Regions from separate parts of the Mus musculus genome. Here region 1 is linked to region 2. The links are chromatin contacts, called in public Hi-C maps. All regions are on one chromosome and are shown on one strand. The core of a region is the stretch at or near the end of the contact, and the rest is flanking DNA. Distances in the headings are between cores, read along the strand shown. Region 1 overlaps Ccdc171 (coiled-coil domain containing 171). Region 2 holds the start of Ccdc171 (coiled-coil domain containing 171).

Region 1 (3,955 bases), core at 86-2,585, 42 kb after region 2:
TCAAAAACTCAGGTGACACCACACGTTGGCGAGAATTCAGAGAAAGGGGAATACTCTTCCATTAATGGTGGGATTGCAAACTGGTACAACCACTCTCAATCTGGAGGTTCCTCAGAAAATTGGAAATAGATCTACCTGAAGACCCAGCTATACCACAATTGGGAATATACTCAAAAGATGCCCTACCATGCCACAGGGGCATGTTTCACTATGTTCATAGTGGCCTTATTTGTGATATCCAGAAGCTGGAAACAACCCAGATGTTCTACAGTGGAAGAATGGATACAGAAAATATGGTTCATTTACACAGTGGAATACTATTCAGCTATTAAGAACAAAGACATCATGAGTTTTGGAGGGAAATGGATGGAAATGGAAAATATCATTCTGTGTGTGATGTATCTCAGACCCAAAAGGACATGCATGGTATGCAATCACAACCCAGAGTACAATCCACAGAACTCAAAAAGGTTAACGAGCCATAGGGCCCAAGTGAGGATGCTTCAGTCCCACCAGCTTTCATTATACTGAGATACATTCCTTTTATCCCCAGTTTCTTTAGATTTTGTTAAACAAAATGAAAGTTTTTAAGGTTTAGTGTGTGTGTTTGGGGAGGGGGCACACAATTTGCATGAACCAAGCCTCTACTATACAGATTCTCAGGTCACACTTGGATTACTACACTTGGAGGCAAGTACTTGGGAGGCCATTTCACTGGCCCACTTGGGTGCTTTTATCATAAAGAGACGCTGTGTTTTGTCAAACACCATTTTTGCTTCCCTTAAGATGATCATGTGATTTCTGTCTTTGAGCCCATTTATGTGATGTATTATTACATTCATTGATTCACGTATGGGATTTCATGTGGCCTGAGCCTCACAAGTCTTGTGTTTGCTATCATAACTACAGTGAGTTTCTATTATTATGCTCCAACTCCACGGGAAACCCAGGAGAGCTCAAGAACTGCAGAGCCCGCTGCAATCGTGCATAAGAGTCTTTTAGTCACGAGTCAGACTAGGATCACAACCCTTCCCACAGCATAGGACAGGAGTGCAACCTTGAGCTTGGGTGTCTTGGCACTTACATCCAGCATAGTTAGAAATTCTTCAAATGCTTAGGGTGATGGGAGGGAAGGTGGGTGAGATAAGTCATGACTCAGACAGGATACCATTTGGAAGGGCGGAATCACAAGGCTGAGAGGGGGAGTCTTCTGACCTAAGGATGATCTTTATGGGGCTATCAGGAGCTAGTTTTATGACTGGCCATAACTATCTGTGACCTACCTACCTTCTATGATTTAAACGTGGGACCTTAATCTCCCTTTTCCAAGGATAGGCACCAGCGGCACCTGGGAAGCGCCCAGCAGGTTATCAGGGAGAGTGCTAGCCTTGGTGCCACTGCAGCTGGGGAGATTTGTCATTGTCTCACTCAAGCTGGTGCCTGTGGCTCCTCAAGTTCTCCGTGTGTGTGTGTGTGTGTGTGTGTGTGTGTGTGTGTGTGTGCGTGCGTGTGTGTGTGTGAACCCCCGTGTTTGCTGCAGGAGGGAGCAGGGGTTGGGGAAAGCAGAACTTCTGAGGGAAACCACAGAGGCTTGCTGTGGGAGAGAGCCTAGGGTGGGGGAGGGGGGCTTCTGTGGGAGAGTGCAGAAGGAAGCCTCCTGTGCACTTCACTATGTTCATGTGTCTTGTGTCTGGAAAATGCTTTTTTCTTGTAGTAATCTGTTGTGTCCGGCCAGCAGACCACAACCTGGGTTCTAGCCTGGAAAGGCATTTTGGAAACCTGGAAGAGAAGAGGGGCTAGGTGGCGAGAGAAAGAAATGTAGCCAAGACAGTTATTCTGATCAAAGCTCAATTTTACTAGTTCCGACATTTCAGTTATAAAGGAAGGGGGAGGGGACCCGATTCCTGCCGAATAATCTCAGGTCCAGTAGAAAGGTGAGCACGTGTGTGGCTCCAAACAGCAAAGCTGGCAGGTTCCAGCAGTGGGCGTGGCAGAACGAATGAGCAGGAAGCTCCACCCCTGAGCAAGCAGGTTTCAGGCTGGAGGAGGGGAGACTACAGTAATCCATTGCCTCTGGCGTTTACAATCCTTCCCACCCTCTGTCCTGTGGTCCTGAGCCTTCAGAGTTACTGCTCATCTATGGTCATTGCTGCTCCATTCACAATATACACGAAATGGAAACACCCAGATGTTCTTCCGCTGATGAATAGTGAATAATGAAACTGTGGTCTACCTACACAACGGGATATTATTCAGCTATTAGGAAAAATGAAATTTGAGGACAGTTGGATGGAGCTTGAAGTGGTCATCCTGAGTGAGGTAACCCAGACCCAGAAGACAAGCATCACATTTTCTTTCATATATGGATGCTTTGACTCTTCAGATGTGTATGTTTCATCTGTAAACACTACGAGATCAGGAAACGAGTAAGGGGCCATGGAGAGAGGCTTGCAGGAAACAGGAGGTAGGGTAAAGGGCTGAAGGAGATTAATGATGGGGATGGAGAGGTGGCTCAGGGGTTAAGAGCCCTGGCAGCTCTTACAGAGGACCTGGGTTCAATTCCCAGTGTCGACATGGTGCCTCAAACTGTCAGTTACTCCATTTAAATGAAATTCAGTGTTCTTTTCTGGCTTCTGAGGACACTGAATGCACATGGTGAACAGAAAAAACAACACATATACATAAACAAAATCTCCAAAAAATGTATGGGAGATAAATGGAACAGAAGAGTTGCATTAAAGTTAGGGATGGGAAGGCAGGGTAAAGGAGGAAATGGGAGGTGGATAGTTACTCTAAAGACCCTTTCAAAAAGCTATATGGAGACCTACTACTCTAGAGGTTTCCTAAACTATGTATGCACATATATGAAAAGTTAAAATAGAGTTACAGTGTAACAGGGTGGTCTTGCTAGACACCACATGGTAACAAATACACCCAGTGCCAGAATGGGTTACCTTTTTGGTCATTGATGTTCCCATAATCCCTCGTAGGCCCTCAGACATTACTGGCTATTGCTGTTGCTGTTGGTTATCCTTCAGAACACGACAGTGAGGCCCTATTGCTGAAGACATCGCCTACCTGAGCCATTGACCATGGAGAAATCACGTTAGTGCTTGCCTGGAAGCTCCATCCCCACTACTAGCTCTCATATTTCAGGAAGGTACTATATACATGATAACCGAGGAGAAAAATGTTACCCAGCTATGAACCCTGTGAGCCACGTTTAAGAATTGGCCTGGCCATGAACTTGTGATCCTCCTGTCTCCATCTCCTTCAGCAAATCCTACCAGCATGGGCCTGGTTTACAGAGAGAGTTCCAGGGCAGCCAAGACCCTGTTTCGAAACAGACAAACAGACAAACAAACAAACGGCCTGGCAAAACATGAAGACATTCCTGTTGGTATAATAGGGGCTGCAAACATCATGAGGGCAACCAGTAACTTTTTGATTGTATTTAAATCTCAATACACAAGGTGAAACCCATACTGTATCTCAAGAGAACCTACTACTTTTATGCTGCTAGAATGACATGATATTAAACTGAGTCCAATGACTTGTTGTTATACTATAGATTAATACACTCACTAACCCTCATCATAGAAATGTCTATCTGTAATAGATAGTGATTAGCATAGGGACCCACAGCTGGTCCAGGTGTAGAGAAAAGGACTTTGCGATAGTAAATAGAGTCTGGGTTAATACTAGTTATGACACAGTGTAGCATTTATTGATTGATTGATTAGTTGTAATTTTTTCTTTCCATGACTCCTTATGACTCTGTAAGGTTGCCTGTCTTGCTTTTTAAATTTATTTTTAGTTATGGGGAAGGGCAGGCATCTGCAGTGGCTGGAAGTGTGGGATCCTCAGGAGCTGGAGTTACAGGTGGTTGTGAACCTCTTGATGTGGGAGCTGGGGATTGAACTTGAGTCCTCTGGCAATACATGGACTTCATTGC
Region 2 (3,455 bases), core at 807-3,306:
GCTGAGGTGACCAGGAAAGACAACCAGAAGTGGGTTAGAGAGCGTCTCACTATAGATAGCCTTTACCCAAACAGGGGACCAAGGAAAACGAACCTGTAACCACCAGGGAAAAAGAGAAACCCTCTAAGGACTCCGAGGTGATCGGATTTATTGTGTAATTACTATAATTTTCATTAGCCTTGTTGCTAATATGACCTGAAAGGCTCTCTGTGATCTGAGCTGAGCATATTTCTCTAGCAGATCTTTCATATTTTTCTCCCCTGCACCCAAAGTTTCTATTTTGTCAAAAGTCTCATGCTTTTTTTTTCCTGTCCCAATTCGTTGTTACTTTGGTGAATCTATTACTCTACTTTCTTACACTAGACTTTACATGCTCCACAAATCGCTTCCCTGTACTCAAGGTTGACGAGCAGATCTTTTCTCTGATCCCTGTGGCATTTGTACTTTATAGCTGGTATTTTTATTACCTAGCTCCATGCTGGGCACATGTGCTGTACTCTACGCATGCTAAAGACAGAGTAAATGAACTTTGTAAGGATTCATGTCAAGCAGCTTTTCTTTAAAAAGTGTACAATGTAATAGATCAGTTATGTTTGCAATGTAACACTCCCTTCTGTGATGTTCCTAAAACACGATGAGCTGATGTGTGTGTGTGGCCCATGATTTGTAACCCCAGTGTTCCGGAGGCTATGGCAGGGGATCCAGAATTTGGGGCCTGATTGGGCTACATAGGGAATTAAAAAACCCCACCCAGACAAAACCAAGAAAGCAAAACAACAACAAAATCACTTCCCTCCAAACAAAAATCTTTCAAATAACAAAACTAAGCCGTATACAATTTAAAAAAAAACTCTCATCTTCCAGGACTGTCAGGCCACACAGAGAAACCCATGGTGGTGGTGAATGTAATCTTATTTATTGTAATTCTCCATTTGATTCCTAAGTAGAGAGGGCTACTTTTGTTTCCTTCAGTTTGTTTTCGAAGCAGTTATCTCTTCTGGCTAAAGCCTTAAGAAGCAAGGAAAACCTTTTAAAAACCAAACAACTGACCTCAAACCAATTAAAGTTTCTCAGCAGTGCAAGAACCAAAGTTTTAATCTATTTGCTCTTAGGACTGTTAACTTTCCAGAGCGAGAGCAGGCGAGAACCCCAACACCTGGTTCAGGCTGATTACAACCAACCCCGGACAAGTTTAGCATAAAAGGCTCATTTTGTATGAACACTTGTGGAAAGAAGGTAGTGGCGGCAGGGATAAAAACCTTTCATCAAAATCCTGCCATTTCGCATTGTTCTTTAGGGAATAGGCTTTCAAAAGCCAAGGAACAAAAGAGGATTTGCTTTTCCAATCCTCTGAAGCGGCTACAGGGCGAACCAAAGCTCTTTATAAATTGTGGGCGAGGAGGGGGAGGGGCTGAAATCTAGCAGAGATGGAGCTCAAGGCGAGGCTCCAAGGCCTTATTTGCCAATGAATCCGGTTCTGCATTATTTGTAATCAAAGACGCTCAGCAGCATCAGAGCACCGACCTACATTCTATCCACCCAAGCCAAAATACAAAAGAAATCGATGGGAGGAGGAGACTGCAGGAGGAGGGCGCTGAGAGTCTGCCACCTGTGCCGAAGCCCAGGCACTCTCCCTGGGGACCCTGGCATCGGCCGCGGTCCTAGCGGGTTTCTCGGGCCGAGAGCCAGCTAAGAAGACGTTTACAGAGCAGGAACAGGCTGCTGCCCTTTTCCGAGGCTGGAAATGTGCACGCCACTCGGTTGCGGGAGTTCTGAAACAAGGAGAAGGCACAGCATGCCGGCGCTGGAGCGCGCATGGGGTGGAACGCGGCCCCGAGCCACCCGTGTGCTTTGCGCACGCGTACCCCACCCCTGGCGCATGCGCAATATACCCCGCCTGCCGCGGGAGCGCGCGCGGTTGCGGGCCGGCGCTTCTCTTCCAGCGCGAGCCCGCGTTCTCTGAGTACGCGCGTATCCTGGAGCTGGGGCTCGGGCGGCGGGCGGGACGCTGGGGACGCGGAGGCGAGGGGCGGGCCTGCCGGGGCGGGGCCAGGGAGGCGGAGAAAGTCGCGGCTGCCCAGAGCCTCGTCGCGTGTTCCGGGCCCCCGGAAGTGGCCGTTGTAAACTTCACCTCGTAGACTTTCTCCATCCTGGCCCTAGAGTCCATCGGCTTTCCCCAGTTGTCACTCTTTCTCCTGAGAGTTGCCTGACCTCCCACTCACCCCGAGACCTGAAGCTGCCTGGGGGTCGTGGGTGTGCAGGCTGGACCACGCGAGTCCGAGGTAACTGCGGGCTGTGGGTGCAATGGTGACTGGCGCCCGGGACCGGGAGGTGCTGAGAGGAGACTGGGCTTGCAGAGAGGACCCGGCTGAGGGCTGCTAGCTGGTGCTGACACGCCTCCAGCTCAGCCTCCAGCCTCCAGCCTCCAGCTCAATGGCCAGGGCTCTCCGCCCACCTTGAGGAAGCCGAGCATCTTCGCTGTACTCCGAGGACCGGTGGGGACTAGAGTCCTCGGAGCTCTTTGGGATCAGTACCCAAGGATCACTTTTTTTTTTTTCGTGTTTTACCTTCATTTTATTTAAATGCCTACCACACTTTAGGCACCCTACAAACGTTTGATAAGCAAAACAATGAGTTATGCAACTTCTGCCTACCACCCACCTTGGGACTTAGAAAAGTCAGCTGTGAGTTTAAAGCTGAATTTTGCGTACAAGCACACACCCCCCCCCCTTTGACTTTTTAATCATTTACGATATTCATATTAATCAAATACATAACTTAGAGACGATATCAAACAGCTTCTAAGATTTTGCACGTTGATGTTTTATACTTTTCCTAGTATTGGAGAAATGAAACTACCGTTTTGTTATTTGTATTTATCAGTGCTTAGTAACGACCAAACTGTGATAGAGCCGGAAATGCAATCCTTTCCAGTTAAAGGCAGAGGAATGCAGGCAGTGCAGCGGGATTCTAGGGAAAGTGAAGGCGGCTGTTTTAGCTTGGAGCTTGTGTGTAAATCCTGGCTCAGCCATTTATTAGCTGTGACAGGCAAATCACCTGTCGCCTGGACCTTAGGTTCTTTATGTCAAATAAGCAGAGTGGGCTTAGTCTTTCAGGCTCCGTTTACTTTTTGTTTGTTTGAGTTTCTTTGTCTTAGGCGTGTTTTATGGACAGAATCACACATCTCCTTCACCTCTCTTCTTTTTTCAGAGATGGGATGAAAGGTGGTTGAGACTGAACAAGAATCATGGGCACAAAAGTGTTCTGCTATTTGAGCTGCACTCAGCTCTGAAGTGCCCCCTTGCCAAATGAACCGTGTAACTGCTGATAGTCCCACACAGGTGTCACGACTAATGAATGCAAAGCTGCATAGACAAAAAAAAAAAAAAAAAAAAAGTGGATTTAGTGTTAGGGAATCAAGCCCTTTCCTCTCGATGAGTAAAGAAAAAAAAAAA

The links. Hi-C and Micro-C count contacts between places; a contact is called where the count stands out from the background.
Region 1: a Hi-C map of double positive thymocytes shows a contact between it and region 2, with 1.8 times the contacts expected there. The contact joins the enhancer-like site here to the promoter of Ccdc171 in region 2. A contact is called at or near these places in 3 of 15 datasets of contacts at CTCF or cohesin (CD8 T cells, the NIH/3T3 cell line and pro-B cells), 88 of 484 Hi-C or Micro-C datasets (the Ba/F3 cell line, the C2C12 cell line, CD4 T cells and 52 more), 16 of 115 datasets of contacts at active chromatin or transcription factors (DN3 thymocytes, the SCID.adh cell line, bone marrow-derived dendritic cells and 10 more) and 3 of 9 other capture datasets (adipose tissue, liver and pancreatic islet).

What each region holds. Positions count from the first base shown.
Region 1 is chr4:83,566,321-83,570,275 of GRCm38.p6, forward strand. All of the region lies in intron 6 of Ccdc171 (coiled-coil domain containing 171), which reads left to right. Among named protein-coding and RNA genes, the nearest start is that of Gm25899, 41 kb to the left of the region's middle. Within about 2 kb of position 1,336, at least 85 of the 459 cell types and tissues checked have an H3K27ac peak or open chromatin away from gene starts, as enhancers often do. A contact at or near this core is called in the Ba/F3 cell line, CD4 single positive thymocytes, CD8 T cells and 22 more, where this site is marked.
Region 2 is chr4:83,523,489-83,526,943 of GRCm38.p6, forward strand. It overlaps Ccdc171 (coiled-coil domain containing 171), which reads left to right and starts at 2,057. Exons shown (of 26, transcript NM_001355378.1): 1 at 2,057-2,282.